Regions from separate parts of the Mus musculus genome. Here region 2 is linked to region 1. A link is a contact called in public HiChIP or PLAC-seq data. All regions are on one chromosome and are shown on one strand. Each heading gives the region's core, a stretch centred on a gene start, on an enhancer-like site or on the middle of the called end of the contact. The rest is flanking DNA. Distances are from core to core; before and after follow the strand shown. Region 1 overlaps Pkp4 (plakophilin 4). Region 2 overlaps Tanc1 (tetratricopeptide repeat, ankyrin repeat and coiled-coil containing 1).

Region 1 (4,988 bases), core at 595-3,094:
TCTCTGCTTAAGAACAGCCAATGCTCTTTACCATTGAGCTATCTCTCCAGCCCCTTAACTTCTAAAGCCAAGAGGGCTTGCCAAGGCGTATGTCCATCTCCGAAAGACAAATGCCACACAAGACCACTCATCCCGCAAAACTAGTAACTATAAGAGAAAGAAAAGACTTTCCATGATAAGGAAATTCATGACCACTAAACTAGTTTCACAGGGGAGGATATCCAATGAAATTCTTTGGATAGAAGAGATAGATAAATACACCCATGAAGCTACAGGAAATAAACCACACCAGAACCATAGTTTAGGCATGAAGAATAAGAAAATACTGAACATGAAAAAGAAAAGAAAAATCAAACAACAAAACCCAGCCCAATCAAAGACAGCAGGTAGCAGACTGGATAAGGGAACAGGATGCATTGATTTGTTGTCTCTAAGAAATGCATTTCACTGACAATGACAGATGCTGTCTTAAAGTAAAAGGGTTGGAAAAGGACGCCAAACAAATGGATCTGAGAAACAAACGGCATTACTGTTCTAACATCTGTCAAGACAAGAGTCCAAACCAAAATTAGAAGTGGCAAACGTGTAGTGTATGCTATCTGACTGCAGGGCAATAAAACAAGACGTCACAAGCCGGAGAAACCACGGAAAACAACCAAACTCACAGCGATTGACCAACACAATCCTGCATGATAAACAGAACAGAAAGGAAATAAAGATGGAAAAAAAAGAAATATTACCATCAAATGAAAAAGAAATCACAATGTTATCCAAATGTGTGAAACAATGAAGTCAGTTATAAGAGCGAAGTTTATAGTAACAAGTGTGTATATTAAAAAAATCAGGAAAATCTCAAATATATGACAATGACCTCAAGGCCTTGGGGAAAAAAAAAGCAAACTCTCATCCTAAACAAACACCAACTTCAAAGATCTTAGTGTAAGTCTCGAAACTGAAGTTGCTCGAGTAAAAGTAGGGAAAATAATTATAGTCATAGGAAAGACTTGTAAGGTTGGTATTATTTTTTATTTTATATATATATATATATATTTTTTCATCTATATATATGGATACGTGTCCTTGAGTGCAGGTACCCATGAAAGCCAGAAGCTTCCGATCCTCTTTGGAGGTTGAGCTTTAGTTGTGAGATTCCGGATGTGGATGGTGGGAACTTGGGTCCTCTTCTAGAAGAGTATATAGTCTTAAACACTGTATCATAGTTCTAACGCCAAGAAATTTAAGGGCTCCAGTTGTTCAGAGAATAATGCTAATAATTGACAAGAAGGATTTACTGAACCTTTGACAAGAAGGAAATTGACAATTGATTATCAGTTGATCAACTGACAAGAAAGAAACGATTTTAGTGTCTGTTCATAAAAAGGATATAGTTAATTAAGTGAAGAGATAGTTTACAGGATAGGGGAAAATTGTTGCCAGTTATAAACCTGGCAAAAGAGTAACACCTAGACTATATAAAAATTAAAAAAAATAGAATGAGAATATCAACCAACATAGGTTCTAGGAAGATGGAATGGAAATGGCCAATAAATATATGAAAATATGTTCAACCTTAGTAGATATCAAGATTTTATCCCATCCATTTAGAATTAGTCATTAAGAAAACACATAACAAATGGAATTAGTCCAGCCATTATGGACATCAGTGTGGAAGTTCCTAAAAACAAACAAAAAAAACCAAAATCAAAACAAACAAAGCCCAACCAACTAAACAAACCAAACTTGCACTAAAACGAGTTCTGCCACATGACCCAGCAATACCTCTCATGGGTATTGATTGACCCAAAGGACATCAAGTTGACTCATCACAAAGATATTTGCAGATCAATGCTGACTGCAGCATGACTCACAATAGCGAAGTGTTGGAATGAACCTTGATATTGAAACAGAAGAATGGATGATGAAAATGTAGTGTGTAAGTACAATAGGGTTCTTTTATCCATAAAGAACAGAGCCCTGTCATTTACAGGAAAATACGTACATCTGGAAATAAAATAGTAAGCAAATTAAGTCAGTCTCAAGGAGACAAATACCATACTCTCTCTCTTATGATTTCTAGATTTCATGAAGGTACATTAAATCATATCATACCTAAGGCATGAAATCGTGTAGGGGAACCAAGAGGACTAATAGGGAGAGGAGAGAAACTAAGAGGAGGGCAGGGGGAGGGTGTGTATGCTCAGTGTATAACATATACTTGTATGGGAATATCTTTACACCACACAGTACCATTTACAATGAATATACACAACAGAATTTACAGACTTATAAATAAAATACAGTAAGAGTTATTTGCACTTTAATACCACAAGTGACCCCAATGTTACTACTTGTAAATTTGGACCTATAAAGAATATCTTAAGAATCAAGTTTCATAAAGGGCATGGAATCTATTATAGTAATAAATGTCTTATTTAAAAATATAGGCCGTATCAATGGACTGATTTAATAGATTCCTCGGTACAATTTCTCTTGGTGCTCCATCAGGTAATTTAATAAAGCCAATCTTTACAGAGATGCTATTTGGCTCAGTTTGATTATAATTAATGTGATTTCATAAACTGTTTATGAGAATGAAATTGTTGTAACCCTCACTATTAACCATCTCTTGAACTTTATGTTCTCAAATTGAAATTACATTTTCATTATAAAAGAATTCTATTTTCCCCACACCTTAATAACAGAGAACCACCATTTCGTCATTTTTCTCTCTTACACAAAACCAAATACATGAAGTATCTCATATAAGTGAAAATACAGTATTTGCCAGAGGCTGGAGAGATGGATCATTGGTTGAGTACTGGCTGCTCTTCTTAGAGGGTTTGATTCCCAGCATGCACACCGTGGCTAATGACTGTGCCGAATGAAGTAAAATAAGTGAAAGTGTCGGGAAAGGTTGTATTAAGGAACCACACTACTAACTACCTAAAAATACCTATAATATACATTAGTCAGTATAAAAATAAACACGTACTGGCTGGTTTTGTGTTTCAACTTGACACAGGCTGGAATTATCACAGAGAAAGGAGCTTCAGTTGAGGAAATGCCTCCATGAGATCCAGCTGTAAGGCATTTTCTCAATTAGTGATCAAGAGGAGAGGACCCAGTGTGGGTGGTGGGTGATCCCTGGGCTGGTAGTCTTGGGTTCTATAAGAGAGCAAGCTGAGCAAGCCAGGGGAAGCAAGCCAGTAAGGAACATCCCTCCATGGCCTCTGCATCAGCTCCTGCTTCCTGACCTGCTTGAGTTCCAGTCCTGACCTCCTTTGGTGATGAACAGCAGTATGGAATTGTAAGCTGAATAAAGCCTTTCCTTCCCAGCTTGCTTCTTGGTCATGATGTTTGTGCAGGAACAGAAACCCTGACTAAGACATTAGTCTAACTACAATGCTCTCTCCAACAGCCATAGACAAGTGGTCCTCAACCTTCCTAATAATACAGTTCCTCGTGTTGTTGGTGACCCCCTGACCACAAAATTATTTTCTTTGCTACTTTGTTTTAACTATAATTATTACTGTTATGAATTATAATGTAAATATTTTTGGAGATAGAGGTTAGCCAAAAGAGTCACAACCTGCAGGTTGATAAGCACTGTCTTAGATCATCTAACAAGACCCAACATGGCATCAACAGTCCTCTTTAGAATTGTTGGTTAGGGTTATGCATGCATCATCCAAAACAGTACAGACTATTGCTATTACCCATGGCTGCCCTCCAACCTCACCCCACGAGTCGGAAAGTAAATAAGTCCTAATTACTGAAAATACCATGCAATTCACACACAGGGCCCAGAGGTCACTGAGCCTGGAAGTGACCCTCCTCCCTAAAGACTAATCGCTGGGGAGCAATCATCAATCCTACCCAGCCATGACACGTATGACACATATTAATGACTATCACACCTGAGACAAAGATCACTGTGGAAGCAGAGACAGAAGGATTCTAAGAGCCAGAGCAACAAGGACTTGCTGTGAGTGTGCCTCCACTGTTAGTGGCAGAAGCAACAGTTGTAACCTCACCATCATGATCTCAGCATCATGGTTGTCTGAACATGATCCGAATAAGGACGACGACAACAACAGGGGCAATGCCAACGTGGACGGGGAAAGTTCAGGAGGCTGCAACTGTATACAAAGAACTACGGGCAACTAAAGGACGCTGAGAGCAGGAGAAACAGGAAGGCCACTTGATGACCCCAGAAGCACAGTGGTCTTGGCTGACTGGAATCTTAAAGTGAGCCAACACCTCAAGGTTGTAGAAAGAGAATTAAAGTTGAAATGCTATAATATAGCCCAATTTTCAGATGCCAAGTAAAATTAGCTCCCTGGAAAGTCAGAGATCACGAGAAGATGCAGGGGATGAGAGTCCATTCCCTGGTTGGTACAGGCAATGAGCAAAAGTGAAGACTTTCCTGGACTTCCCATCCCAGAGGTCAGCCAAACCACCCTAGCCCAGAGGTTCTCAGCCTTCCTAATGCTGTGACCTGTAGTGCAGTTCCCTCTTGCTGTGGTGACCCAACCATAAAATTATTTTCATTGCTACTTCACAACTATAATTTGCACTGCTATGAATCATAATGTAATACTTGTCTTTTCTGACTGTCTCAGAGAGGTGGAGACCCAAAGGCTGAAAACCACTGCCCTAGAGTGAGACATGGCAAATAGTTTCTATAAAAGATAGCTAGTAGATACTTTGGGCATTCTGGACCATAAGCTAGGTTTCTGTCATTTAGTCAACACTGTCTTGAGAGTGGGAAACCAAGGGGTCACATGAATGATTGGGGCCATGCACACGTGCATGTACACACACACACACACACACACACACACACACACACACACCACATGCATTCATGCTCAAATAAATAAATAAATAAATAAATAAATAAATAAATGTAGTAAGAAAATTTAAGAGAGCTCAGGTTCTATCTCTAGGACTACAAAAGAAAAAAGCTGTTTTTCACTGAAAAGCCC
Region 2 (5,521 bases), core at 978-3,477, 390 kb before region 1:
AAAGCCTGCCTTTACCCCCAGTGACACACTCCCTCCAGCAAGGGTAGAGTGACACACCTACTCCAACAAGGCCACACCTCCTATGGGTCAAGCATTCAACCACGTGAGTCTATGGCATTCCTAGTCAAACCTCCACAGCAGCAATAAAACAATTACAACCCTACCATAAAAGTTGGTAAATGTGTGTGTCTGTCCCTCTTGAAGGAATCAAGGTAAATACTAGGAATTCCAGATCCTGGTGATGGTGGCCTTCTAAACCACAGGAAGGACAATGGTGGATAGGAGGGACACCTACGCGGAGCAAGCGTGGGCTGCTCCTCTTCACCTCAGCAGTACACAGAAGACGCTCGCTCGCCCCTGTCAGTCCACTGAGCTTCCTCATGTCTGCTCCCAGAGAAACTCAGTTCAAATGGCTAACTGTAGTGCCTACTTAATAGAGTTATGCACAGGCTGCCGCCAGGCTGCTCAGTACTCGTGGTTTCTCTCAGCACTTTTCACCCTGTTGCTACCCTAAGCCTCTCCAGCCTGCAAGCTTCGCCTCCCTTCTCCCAGCTTCTGGTTCCTAAAAAACCCTGCCATTTGGGCCCTGCGCTCGCACGGTTCTTTTTGTGCTTCTGGTCCCCTGCTCTTGGTTCTTCTCTCTCACTTAGTCCTCTAGACTCTGTGGTCTTCTGTCTTCATCTCTTGTCGTCTCTGTGTCTCTCTCTCTGTCTGTCTCTCTCTGCCTCTGTCTGTCTCTCTCTCTATCTCTGTCTGTCTCTCTGTCTCTCTCTGTCTCTCTCTCTCTGTCTCTCTCTCTCTGCCTCTGTCTCTCTAAATGTCTCTGTCTCTCTCTGTCTCTCTGTCTCTCTCTCTCTCCCTCTCTCTCTCTCTCTCTCTCTGTCTCTCTCTCTCTCAGCCCGGTTCAGTCTGGACTCTTCCAGATGCCTCTGGCTGAACTCTCCTTCATATCTACAATAAAAACCTTCTCCGCAACCATACCTCTAGGGGTGGGCATGTCCTCATTTTCATTCACTGCCCCCTGCACAGAGCTGCCTACTCGGTCTAGCTCAGTTGCTGCCACTGTGAGAAAACACTCACCAAAACAACTCTTGGGAGGAAAGGGCTTCCGTTCCTTACACTTCCCCACAGAGTTCATCATGGAGAGACTCAGGCAGGGAGCTAGAGGCAGGAACTGAAGCGGAGACCATGGAAGACCGCTACTTACTCTCAAGCCTCCGAGCTCAGGCTTAGATACACTTCGTACAAAGCCCAGCCCACCTACCCAGGGATGGCTGGACCCTCCTACACCAGTTAGCAATCAAGAAAATGCCCCACAGACCAATCTAATACAAGACAGCTCCTCAACTGAAGGCCCTTCTCCCCAAGATTAGCCATCATACTCCTGGTAAAATATTTCAGTTCCTATGATAGTAGAACATACCGTACGTATGACATGCTTGTCCTTGGGCTCCTTTTTGTGACAGGTTTCTCCCCATGTTCCTTTTGAAATGAACACTTTCCCTGTCCTTTTTTTTTTTTCTGGATAATAAATAATGTGGTAACCACCTATGTGATATACATGTGTGCACTTGCACAATTATTTCATTGGCATAAGCTTCTAGAACCAGAACTTCCGTTCCAATGACTTGCATAAATACACTGACAGGCTGCCTGCAGATCTGTCCCCAGTTGTCCTCCTAACATTGGAAGATAGTTCTCATGTCCCCACCAGCCTCACTAACATGAGTATTCTTTTCAATCAATGATTCTTCTCACCAGCATCCAGTGAGCACTATCCACACGCCAGGTCCCACCTGAGCTGCTCTCCAGCTGCTGTGGTTGCAATGAGGTTGGCTCCCTATAGGTTCGTGATTTGAACACATGGTCCCCAGAGGGATGATGCTGTTTGGGGAGGTTTAGAAGGTGTGGCCTTTTGGAGAAAGTATATCACTGAAGGTTACAGAGGATTTTAATCCAGCAACATGGCTGCTCTGGCAAGGGATTATATCCTAAAACCTTCTAGGTCTATGTGATCCAGCTGGGATGCAGACACACCCTGGATTACAGTATGATCTGGCTGGAGTATAGACACACCCTTAGTGCACACCTTTAATCCCTAACAATGAAAGTAAGGTTACTTTGTAGAAGAAAGCAGCCATGTTTGAAAGTGGCATCTAATCGAGGGGCAGACAAAGTGATGAATCAGAGAAAGAGTTGACAGAATGACTCAGAGATAGGATATACCCAACTCTTCGGAGAACTGCACAGGAAAGGGAAGCTACTTAAGAGTGGGGAGGAGGGGGGATAGTGTAGTATGTGGGGTGTGTGTGGCAGTTTTACCAAGACAGTTTTACAGAGACAGATTGCAGAAAAAGAGCAAACTCGACACAGGTGAAGATAGAACAAGCCAGAGAATGAGAATGAGCCAGAAGAGTAGAACATATAGCCTAAGTTAGTATGAGGCCAAGCAGAGCAATTCAGTCAGAAACAGAGAAAAGCCAGATTGAATCAATCGGCCTGGGGCTGGAGAACTGGCTCAGCAGGTAAAAGCACTGACTGCTCTTCCTAAAGGTCCTGAGTTCAAATCCCAGCAACCACATGATGCCTCACAACCAACTGTAATGAGATCTGACACCTTCTTCTGGTGTGTCGGAAGGCAGCTACAGTGTACTTATGTATAATAATAAATAAATTGGGCCGGAGCAAGCAGGGACTGAGCGAGTAAGGCCGAACAGAGCTAGCAGGGTTGACCAGAGTGAGCAGAGGTCCTAAATTTCAATTCCCAACAACTACATGAAGGCTCACAACCATCTGTACAGCTTGAAAGATTGGATTGTATGGAGGCTAGAAGCTTTGCAGGACTAGGCCTAGAGATAGTTAAGAGAAATAAGTGCTCTGGGCTCAGCCCAGCTCATCTCATCCCATCATCTGAGGAAATAGAAGCAACATCTACAGGAGGTTGAGTCTAAACTTTAGGCCCCAAAACCCTTTCCAGTGGCTGTCTCTGGCTTGAGCTTTCAGTTTGCAGATGGAAGCTCTTAGCATTCTTCTCCAGCTACCATGCCTCCACTCTGCCATCACCAACCCTTAAATCCTTCTGAAACCCTAAGCCTAAATATACTCTTCCTTCCTTAAGTTGCACTGGTCCTGGCTGTTTTATCACAGCAACAGAAAAATAACTAACACAGTTCTTAGCATCTGACCTTACAATAGTGATGTGGAAACAGGTGCTCAAAATACATTATACCCGAGTAACCGGTCACACTACTCTAGGGTAGTAAGGCCCACATTCATGTGACCTGTTCAAGGTCACACAACTTGCCAAACATGTTGCTGGGATATGACCCCTGTTCATCATCTCCAGAACCCAAGACAGCGCTTCAGCTTCTCAAAAAAAAAAAAAAAAAAAAAAAAAGTCAAAACCCTGGTTCACTCATTCTTCCTGCTGAGTCACCCTTCCACAGTAAAACCTACCGAGGGTTCCAATTTCAAGGATGATACAAAGGCTGCCAGGCTAGAGGTCAAAAGAATGCTTCTTGCGCCTGTTTTCCTGAATCTCCTCTTGGCTGAAAACCGCCCAAAATAGCTCCCATCTCTACCTTTACAATGCACTGCAAAGCCTAAGATGAGCAGCTATTCTTTCCAGAGTACCTGCTGAGCTCTTTCTCTGTGCCCTGATTCTGAAGACAAAGAGGCCATGCTGGCCCCAAGCATCCAGAGAGAGATGAGCAACAAGGCCAACAGCGACCTGACTATACTAGAAAGCATGGGAGGGGTGAAGACTCAGACACTAACACACACACACACACACACACACACACACACACACACCTGCCATCAACTAGCCAACACCTGGGAAATCTGTGACTCCCTCTGAAACATGCAACAACAGCCCCTAAGTCACCAGACTCAGACTTGGCTGCAACTGTTATGCTAAAGACCCACAGAGGCCGAGAAGGAAGGAAGTCATGGCCGCTGCCTTGAACACATAATGGTATTCTTTCTCCCCTTTCCCAAATTTTACAGAGCATCATTTAACATTTATAATTCTTAAAATATTTTAATTGCCGGGAGCACAGATGGAGGCATGATTAATTCTGACTGAAATAATGTATGTAAAAGGTGGAAGCTGACCCCTCCCCCCCACGAATGGTATTACTGTCAGAGCATGAAGTAACCTAGAATTATGCATAATAGCATCACAGGCTGCAGCGCAGGTTATTTTTAAGTTATGCTCTTGGTTTCCAGCTCACCTGATAATGTGCAACATTAATCATCTCTTTACAGTATTTCCTCCAACTCTTTAAAAAATACAAATGTAAAAGAAAACAGCTGAACAGTACAATGGGGCCTGGGAAGGCAAGGCTTTCTCCTGTCCCACATTCTTAACGTTTGGGTAGTCTTATTAATCTTAGTGAATGCTACATTTCTGTTTTAACCACAGGTTTACATGTAAGTACTACTAACACTTCATTCGAGGTGCTGCATCTTAATTCCAAACCATCCTCTCTGTTCCAGCGCTGACTTCTTTTTTCCAATGTGCTTCTAAAGCCTACGGCCAACATCCAACTTCTCCCAAACTCTACCTAGATCCTCGATGGCCAAGATCCAACTTCCCTACCGAGATCCCTCTACTCCTCATGCTCCCAGAGAGGGGTCTATTCTGTTCCTTCACACTGGTGTCCCCCTCACCATTATTTACACAGAGATCTTGACCAGTACTCTAGACAGATCCTTCCTTCTTCCTTCTGTGTACTTATCAATCAATCACTGATTTCATCTTCTCAATCGACCCATGCTTCCCGTTCCCACCCAAGGTCAAGATACTATCTTACCATGCAAGAGTCTGGCTGGCTTCCTGGCCTCCCTTCTCCCTTCCTACCAAGCTAACAGGAAAGAAAATTTGACCGAGTCCTTCCCATTAAGCCTTTCAGAGGTTCCACTACCTACAGAATCAATCAGTTCTTCTTCAGCAAGGTCTCCGAGGCCCACCGATACTCACATCAGGCTCTCTGAGCCCCCATCTCTGGACCACCTTCCTCCTGCAATCTACCCATCCCTCTCAGATTCGTTATAGCTCTAAATATTTCCATCCACTGCTCATGCTGTTGCTTTGGCTACAACCCATCTGTGATGGCTAATCTTAGTTGACAACTTGACACACCTGGGACGAGGGACCCTTAGTTGGGGAATTGTTCTTTATCAGATTGGCCTGTGAGCTTGTCTTTGGGGGCATTTTCTAGATTGCTGATTGATGTAGAAGACCCAGGTTATCACCATTACTAGGCAGGTAGGTTTAGTTTATAATCATCACAAAGAAGTGAATGAGAGTTTTGCCATTGATTTGATAGTAGGGCAACCTGTTAGTGAGGTGGACCACTGCATGGTCATAGTCTGTGACGGTGAGGTTAGTGACTTGGGCCACTGTACTGGCTGGTTTTGTGTGTCAACTTGACACAACCTGGAGTTATCACAGAGAACGGAGTTTCCCTCGAGAAAATGCCTCCATGAGATCCAGCTGTAAGGCATTTTCTCAATT

The links. HiChIP or PLAC-seq counts read pairs in DNA pulled down with a chosen protein or histone mark.
Region 2: a contact with region 1 is called in a FOXA1 HiChIP or PLAC-seq map of pancreatic cancer cells. The contact joins two enhancer-like sites. A contact is called at or near these places in 1 of 115 datasets of contacts at active chromatin or transcription factors (pancreatic cancer cells) and 1 of 9 other capture datasets (pancreatic islet).

What each region holds. Positions count from the first base shown.
Region 1 is chr2:59,245,852-59,250,839 of GRCm38.p6, reverse strand. All of the region lies in intron 2 of Pkp4 (plakophilin 4), which reads right to left. Among named protein-coding and RNA genes, the nearest start is that of Pkp4, 87 kb to the right of the region's middle. Within about 2 kb of position 1,844, at least 16 of the 459 cell types and tissues checked have an H3K27ac peak or open chromatin away from gene starts, as enhancers often do. A contact at or near this core is called in pancreatic cancer cells, where this site is marked.
Region 2 is chr2:59,632,152-59,637,672 of GRCm38.p6, reverse strand. The region is part of intron 1 of Tanc1 (tetratricopeptide repeat, ankyrin repeat and coiled-coil containing 1); the gene reads right to left. Among named protein-coding and RNA genes, the nearest start is that of Tanc1, 23 kb to the right of the region's middle. Within about 2 kb of position 2,227, at least 27 of the 459 cell types and tissues checked have an H3K27ac peak or open chromatin away from gene starts, as enhancers often do. A contact at or near this core is called in pancreatic cancer cells, where this site is marked.